Regions from separate parts of the Zea mays genome. Here region 1 is linked to region 2. The links are chromatin contacts, called in public Hi-C maps. All regions are on one chromosome and are shown on one strand. The core of a region is the stretch at or near the end of the contact, and the rest is flanking DNA. Distances in the headings are between cores, read along the strand shown. Region 1 has its middle 36 kb from the start of LOC606407. Region 2 holds the start of LOC100381618.

Region 1 (4,657 bases), core at 602-3,101, 100 kb after region 2:
GCACCTATCCTTGACCTGTGGGGGGGGGGGTGTAAGACACCAAGAGTGAGCTTACATACGTTCATCGTTCAACAAGTTATGGGGAATAATGTGCATGAACTCGCCAAAGGTGTAAGTTCACGTGAAGTGTAAGGCTTACCAAAGAGGATGGTTGAAGCTGAGCATTGCTTTTAAAGTTGGTCAAAATTTTATTAGCAGTTACTAAGTATATGTAAATACCAACCCAATTAAGTAGTAGAACAAAAGTTTTAACAACACCTGTGATGCAATGCATATGACAAATTTGAATTTAGTTCCATAAATTAATCATGTGAGGGTCCGAGCTGCTCATGACCGTGAGCACGGCTGATATACCAGTTTTACACTCTGCAGAGGTTGCACATCTTTACCCACAAGTCATGTTACCCACCTGCCAAGGGATAGCGACTCCCATACACCTCTACCTAGGAGGCGAGGCAGGGTAACACTACGAGGCCTTTAAAAAGTTCCACTAGCTTTCGAAAACCCGCTACAGTTTATAGGAAGCTCCAATGCAGGGACCCCTTGCCTGACCGCCATCGTAGCAAAATCAACCCATGGGCCTCCCTACACTGACCACTCCCCTACTGCCCTTGCCCCTTTCGGGTAAGGTAGTCTTCCACTAGCTTTCCAAATTAGTGAACCAAGGGCGTCCCATACCACCCTTGTGGTAGCACTATTTTCCCGGGTGGTCGCTCCATGTTCCAATTAACATAATGATCTTATCATAAACAATAAATAACAACTGATAATATAAGTATGATAATGAATAGTGTGTATATCTATACCCAAAACCATATAAAGCAATAACAGGTACTACCCAAAAATTCAGTGGTGAACAAGGTATAAAGATAGTCAAACTAGGGTAACCTATTGTGTCCCATCAAAATTAACCTATGCAGATCGTTATGATTAATAAGAACATGACTGGGTAAAAAAAGTGATCAAGGGCACAACTTGCCCGAGACTTTAGATTCCAGGTACTAGGATGATCTTCAGGTGGCTCGTAACCTCGTGCTAGTCGTAGCAATACAAACAAATATGGTATAGGAAAAATCAACATCACACCAAACATAAGAATAAACTGCATAATAATAATCTACGCGTCGCTACGAGATCGTGGGTTCGAGAACCGCTAAATACGGGGTTACGGTTATGAAGTTATGGTTTTCCGAAGATCCACGTGGTTAAATATAGAATATACTAAGTTCAACATTTTAACCTATATTTCATGACAAAACAAAGTTACCAAGTGATAATAAATATTATTGTGAGACTAATGTAACTTGAATGAATCAAAACGGAGTTAAAATAGGGACGTTATAAATTTCCAAAGGTTTTATGTATTTGATACAAAATTAATTAAGAGATTAATTTTAATACAGTTTTCATGTCAAACCAGAGACACTAGTTGACAAACAATAATATTATAAAATTATAGAAACTGAAATGGGTCAATTCGAACTTAATATGAATTTCTTATGGATTTAACAAGATTCTGGAATTGTTTTTATATAAGAAATTCATTTTGATTATGTTTTCTCTTAATTAATAACTGGTTGTACTACAGCTGTGAATTCCAGAGAGCACAGGGTCTACTACGCAAATAGTTTCAAGGCTCAGGACTGGACCGCTGGTTGTTTTTAAGTAAACTGAGGGGTTCATATGAAAAAGTACGCCTGCGAAGGGGTACGCGCCGATAACAGCCATCCGATCAATAACAGAGCGCTAGGATTAGATTTATTTTAAAACGAACCGGTATATGATCCGGGCAACCCCATCACACGATCCACGACCCTGATATCACGGCGCCAAGATCTGCCTCTGGCCGTCTGATCCTATACCTACGACTAAGATCTTATTAGGTGAAGGGGTATGTCTCGCTTTAATCCTGGTCGTACGTCCAAGATCCAATGGTCCCGCATCCTCCTTCTTCCCCCCAACGTCGGCCGATGGCATGTCTAGCATAGCCGGCGGGGCCATTGCCGCCCACGACCATCCATTGGCCCGGCACCCAGACTCCATCGTCGACCATTCCTACACACAGTTGAGATCAACGTGAGTATACCAGAGAGGATTCTTACCGGCAGTGGCGGCAGAAACAGGCTCCCTACGGCGTTGGGCGGATCTGGGATGCCAAAATTGCTCCGGCGAGCAATTCCCACGGTTCCAGTGAACCCCCGTGCTCAGAAATACCCCGCGCACACGCGTCAGGGGCCATTGGCTTATCTCCACGCCATAGCGCAAGCTTTTCGTGGTTGTGGGCCGAACTGGCATGCGACGACACTCAGCTCTCGCTTCGCCTCTTGGAGTGAGCTCCCAGCAATGGCAGCCCCTGGTGTTCCATTTTCTAGGTGCGATGGATCGGTCGTGGGGTACGAGAGGAGTGCGGCACAAGGTTTTATAGCCCGAGGTGGTAGGGATTTCGGGCGCGGTTTGTTGGATCGCCGGGAGGGGAACGAGCTACGGTAGACTCGGAAGATCCCAACGGACCGGTCTAGAAGAAAGAGCTGACAAATGGCCCCCACATGGCGGTGACCCACACACGGGCCCACACGTCAGCACGCTCCACCGGTGTGGACAGTGCAGTCAGCGGGGAAATGGGCCGACTATTTGGCCCAGAGGAGTCGGTCCGCGCGAGGCAAAGAAGGTTGGCCTGGGGGAAACATGGGCCGCCAGGTGCGGTTTCCTTGGACCGAGGGAGAGGATCTGACACGACGGGGTCCACCTGCCATCGGCTTGGAGCAAACGCAGACGCACATCATGTGAGGCTGACAGGGGCGGCCCACACGTCGGCGCCGGTGCGCGTGGAGAAGTAAGTGGGCCACGCGACAGAAAATGGCAAATGGGCCGGAATGAAGGTAACTCAGCCCAAGAACCAGTCTGCCCATTTTCTTTTCTTTTTATTTTCCAAACTAGATTAAACTAAATTTTTAATTTAAATCTAGGTCAAATTTATGTGCTCAGTCATAATAAAACTCCAGAATGCAAAATACAAAAGTATATTTGTTTATTTATTTCTTTATCTTATTCATTAAACAAATGCTTTCAATTATGGAAATCCACAAACTCAAAGTTTGTTATGTTAACATAATATGATTTATATATGTAGTTAAATTGAAAGTTTATTCCGAACTGAATATTTATTTGTTTTAAGAGAAATTATTTCTTAATATGTAATCTCTTATTAAGGAAATGCATTATTTACAACTATATATATATATTATATTTTTTAGAGAATGTATCCAAATGCATAATTCACCCAAGATTATTTTGATCCATTTGTGTTCAAAATTAATTTTATTCATTATCCTTTGGAAGAATATGCACAAAGAAACGAAAATCAAGTAATTCTCAAAACACTTTTATGTAAATACATGTATTTATTTATTTTATTATTTTTACCTTATACAAATTTTAGGGCTTTATAAATCCTACCCCCTAACAGAAATCTCATCCTCGAGATTTGTAAGAAAAGGGATACACACGGTTTGGTTTGTAATTCAGTTTTTAATCTATAATTGGTTCAAAAATTTAGAGTCTCATTTTTTATGGTCAATAGTGGGTGATTGGGAGAGCATAGGTATCTAGCTACTTATTATATAGAATATAAGCTGGGCAAGTTTGAGGTAAGAAAGATTATGGCAAGGAAAAGACTTCGTTCGAAATGTTTAAGTCTTGATTCATCTAGAGATTTGCTTTGACTGTTATATCCTTCCTTGTCGATATTGATAATTTCTTCTCCGCTCTTGGTCTTACTGATTCGACATTAGTGTATATTATCAGAGTTGGGGAATATGGTTAAGATAGTTATGAATAAGATAGACTACATGATGTAGGTCAAAAGTTTGTTTGATGTTAGGTGGGGATAGACAGATTATACCATCCATCATGACTCTATTGGTTGATTTAGATCTTTTTGCTCTTGGTTGAGTTGGTCTAATATACTAAGTTAAGTTAATACCAGGCTAATAGGGTCTAATCTTTTCTACCAGTATCACTAATCTGTTTAAGTAGACCACATTAGTTTAGTATATGGCTATGAATTAGATGAGGTTAGTCAGAGTCTGGTTTGGTTGTTTTGCTTCTGAATGGTTTGGATAGGTTATGTAACCTAATATGTAGGTCAAGTTGTTGGGTATGACCGAGTTGATCTGTCGTTCTTAATTTAGTGTAGAGTGAATTAAATTAAAACATATTTTATAGGAGTAGAGTCTCATTTATTTTACCACTATTATCTGGTTAAGTGACTGACCTTAGGTTAGCTCAACTTAAGGTTATACTTCGTTAGGTTGGATTAACCTATTAGATTGGATCAGATCTAGAATAAATTGATATAACTATTTTAGACTAGATAAGATCTACTTAATTTATTTTGGAATAGATCAAGTTTGTTACACTAATATGGGATAAGCAAAGTGGTGGGGGTAAGTATGCTTATTAGGACAAGATGAGTCTACTAAGGTAATAGAGTATCTTTTAAGATAAGATAGATATGGTTAGGCTAGATACTTTAATGAGGGATAATCTAGTTTGTCTAGTTATTTTTATAAGCATTTTTTTGCCTATATGTATATGCAGATGTAATTGTGGATATTACTCCACAACTCATCACACTCAATCAAATATCCAAATCAAA
Region 2 (4,090 bases), core at 180-2,679:
GAAATGATTAAGCTGAGACCGGGCGGGTGACTTGCACGAGAAAGGAGTCTTGGTGTAGTGTCTCCGTCTGAGTCGATTAAGGACCGTGTCGATGTAGGCTTGATGACCGAGGACCCTTTAACTGGTCACATGCCTCGTCATGGGTAAGCCTTGCCTCGGGCAGACTAAGGCCAGAATAAGATAACACGAAATGGGCGTGGAGCGGTGGCGGGAGTAGCGTGTACCCTCCGTGGCAAGAGGCTGGACGGTGGTGTATCTGTGCTCTCAGTTTGCGTGAACCTGATCTGGTCTTAAGAACCCCGGTGGCGGGTTGACATATGCAAGGGTTAAGTGCTACATATGTCGTGTGATTGGAGATCCTCAGCTGAGTATAATCGATTCGGATCGCCGTACCTTCGCGGTTATGAAGACTTGGTCACTGACTTACACGTAGCAATCCACTAAAGATGATGGTTTGTTAAGAAATTGGCTAATGCAGGACAAGTGATTGAACTAGGGTAGAAAAAACTCTAGTTGCAGGTAATTTTACTTAACCTGACAAATAAAACTGGATTTTTAAGGATCCACTTTAGTAATCATTTCTACAAAACAGAGTCTTTGATTATTGAAAGTCTTACCTTGACTCCCTTATAACCAGCATACCCTTGAGAGTCTTTTCTTTAGTCGGGTAAGACTTGCTGAGTAATTCCATACTCAGGGTTTATTCCCCCGTTGTTTTTAGGTGAGGAAGCGACAAATTTTTGTTGCTTCTGCTCTAAGATGGTGCCAAAAGAAGAACGCAAGGAATGAAGTGCGGGAGGAAAGGATCCTCCATATAGAACTTTTATATAAGAACTTATCGGGAGGAGTTTTTACCTCCCTTGGTATGTGTAATAATATTACTCTGCACTCATACGATAACTCTGGTCTGTAATAAGTAACTTGATCTTACTTTCTAAATAAATGTAAGTTTATGTAATCGCTTCCGCATTTCTATATCTCCGATGTTCTGTAATGTCTGCAAGACGGGTGAAACGTTCCTGGAAAGGTAAGAAAGAAGATACCGAGCTTGTCGAGTGATTCAGGAACATCTACAGGGTTGTCTGATGTCTATTGGACAAGTACAGCTGTAGGTGAACCTAATTACTTTGGAGGTTCCGTCACACTCTGCCTCTCTCTGTCTGAATAAAGCTCGCTCGATATGAAATATAGCCCAGCCCAGTCCTTTCTCTCTAGTACGCAAGAGACCCAACATTTACGACCCACACCGATTAGGCCCGTTCTTTTCGCGGCCCATTTGAGAGAGACGCTCACCACTCACGCGGCACACCGCACACGCTGGTCCTAATTCTGACCGTTGCAACTCCAAAATCCAAATCTGCCGCCCGGTTTCATAGCCACCTCCAACGTCTCCTTCGCCGGCGCTCATCCCCCCTACACATCCCCCTCCCCGTTCTTCTCCAAGGCTTCAAACTCGCAGAGATTCGCAGTCTGCACTACGTCTCCTTGACCTCAGCAGCGGCCACACAGCCACGCGCACCGAGAGAAGAGAGATTCCCCACGGCATGGCGGCGGCGGACGGGGACGCCTTGATCGCGGCGTTTGCGGTGTCCAAGGGCGGCATCGTGCTCAAGCACATTTTCCTCAACGCACCACCGCCGGAGGCGATGTGCGGGTCCGGCGGAAGAGAAGTGGAGAGTGATGAGGAGGACCCGCCGGTGATGGTGGGTCGGCACCCCGACTGCCACGTGCTCGTCGACCACCCCAGCGTCAGCCGCTTCCACCTCGAGCTACGGTGCCGACGTCGACAGAGTCTCATCACCGTCACCGACCTCCACTCCGGTGAGACGCCAGCCTCTGTTACCTTTTCCCCTTCCTCTGCATCCTCGTAATGTGTTCGTGATAGCGGCGCTAACAGGATTGGTCCGATCCCGCGGACTGATCTGGCCTGTTAGTCTACATTTCAATTGATTCGTGCTCGTTCAACTGTGGCGTATTCTATTTAGGGATTTCACTAGAACTTCAATGCGTTGTTGGACTTGGATCATCTCCAGACGGGATCAATGCTGCCTTCATCATTGCGGATTTGGGATCAGATTTTTTCCCCCATCGAAATTTCCTACAGAGTGTCGCAGTCTTCTAATTTTCGACTGAAACGATGTAGTGTCTCAGTCTTCTGTTTTTGGATTGAAATGACGTGGAAGTTAACTCGGCGTTTCCCATTCCTGGGGGTCTTCATTGATGCAGTGCACGGGACATGGGTTTCGGGGCGACGGATCCCACCCAACACGCCAGTGGATCTCGCTACCGGTGACACGCTGCGGCTCGGGGCCTCTAAGAGGGAGTATAAGCTGCTCTGGCTGTCGCTTCGTGAGGCATTTGAGATGGACGATCTGATGTATATGCCATCGCTGCCTGAGGAGGACAAAGAGGAGCCATATGTTAAGGTAGCAACTATCTAATTCTCGTTTATATGCTCGTAGAATAAGTTTCTATGTTGTTTTGGCACTCGGTGCCGTTTCTTTGTGGTTTAGTGTTTGATGAAATGCGCAGGAACCAAGCAGCAAGTTATTGCCTGGGCACAGGGATTCAGTGAACATGGAGACCCATCAGGTTTGTTCACAGCAAACCAGTATTACTGACTACTGGAAACATTCTATGAAATGCTTATCAGTATCTTTAGAGCTGCAATCCATGTTTATTGACTTCATAGCCTGAAACTGCAAAGTGGCAACTGATGTAGTTTTTATTTTTATTTTTTTCGTATTAGTATGTTATGTATGATCTTCTTTGCATCTAAGAAAATGGATCTGCTAGGTTGCAAAATCAAAGGCAGCAACGCGAATTGCCTCAATTCTTTCCAGTTTTTGATGTGTTGATTATAGTTACTCCACTGTAGTAATCCTTGTATGCTTGTTCTATGAATATATATAACGTCTTATTTTCCTACATGCCACTTCAAGTAGATCTGCCCTGTTAATCGCTACTGATCAATCAACATTCTCTTCTTAGTTTTTTACTGCATTGATGATCCCATTTGACTGTATCCAGCAGTTGCCTAATTCCTATGAATATCATCATATTTTTGTCATGCCTTGTGAATGCTGCATGCCTGCCTTGTGCCAAACTTGATTGAAAATAATTATGTTGCCTAAATGAAATTTGTCATGCTGTACTGCTAGATTTGTTATTATTTGGGCACTTCATGCCAGTCAAAATACATTGTGCATGTCCGTAGAGTCATAGAATAAGTGCGAACCTCTATTTGATACATATTATTTTCTATGCTCCTGATTCTATTGTGCTAAGTTAAATTTATCTGAAATGACATACTATTTATTTGTTTATGGGTGAGGTAGGGATTCGGGTGTTTTCTTGACCTGCTTGAGATTTTCTTCTTGATGCAATACCTTGGGGTTGTCATATCCCCACAGATCGAGTTTTTTACATTCTATTTGTTTGTTTGCTTAGTTTGACAAATGATTTTTTTAAAAAAAAGCCTAGGGTGGTTTACCCCAGAGTTTTTTTTCCTTAGCTTAACAAAAGATTTTTTATGGTAGGTGTGTGTAATTTTCAGCTTGTGTAAAGCAAACATTTTTGCACATGTGAATTCATTTGGCTGCTTCTATGAATGTTGTATTTCACAAGTTAAACACAGTTCTTGCATTTATTTTGTATGTTGAAGTCAGAGCATATCAACACTTAAATGTGCTATCCTTTGCATATGACCAAATTTTGTGACCTTAATTTTGTGTAACCAAGTCAACTATAAATTGCATCAGCACAAACTATGTGATCAGCTATTCAGCTGACAATATATATCCAATATCCAATTCCACTTGTAAAATTCATCTATGCTCAAGTTAGCTAATAGCATTGGTTTACAGTTTAACATGTATGTCAGTTTTTTTTTTAATTTTCAATAGTTTTAGGTGTTACTGTTTGTTTCATGTCTAAAGTTGTTTACACGAGTTATATTGCTGTTGTTTTCTTACTTTTTATCGTATAGACTTTCAGCTTTGGATCCATTTTCTGGAAATGATTGCTAACTGTCTGATCTAATATCCAGGATACAAGTGAACAAATTGTGTCTGAAGACATTGCATTTCCA

The links. A called contact is a pair of places that touch in the nucleus more often than the background predicts.
Region 1: a Hi-C map of bundle sheath shows a contact between it and region 2, with 3 times the contacts expected there. The contact joins the enhancer-like site here to the promoter of LOC100381618 in region 2. A contact is called at or near these places in 4 of 25 Hi-C or Micro-C datasets (bundle sheath, ear, endosperm and 1 more).

The regions. Positions count from the first base shown.
Region 1 is chr2:140,192,235-140,196,891 of Zm-B73-REFERENCE-NAM-5.0, forward strand. No RefSeq gene overlaps it. Among protein-coding and RNA genes, the nearest start is that of LOC606407, 36 kb to the left of the region's middle. Within about 2 kb of position 1,852, at least 18 of the 20 cell types and tissues checked have an H3K27ac peak or open chromatin away from gene starts, as enhancers often do. A contact at or near this core is called in bundle sheath, ear, endosperm and 1 more, where this site is marked.
Region 2 is chr2:140,091,066-140,095,155 of Zm-B73-REFERENCE-NAM-5.0, forward strand. It overlaps LOC100381618, which reads left to right and starts at 1,430. Exons shown (of 7, transcript NM_001361457.1): 1 at 1,430-1,821; 2 at 2,227-2,426; 3 at 2,533-2,592; 4 at 4,049-4,090. The coding sequence starts at 1,545.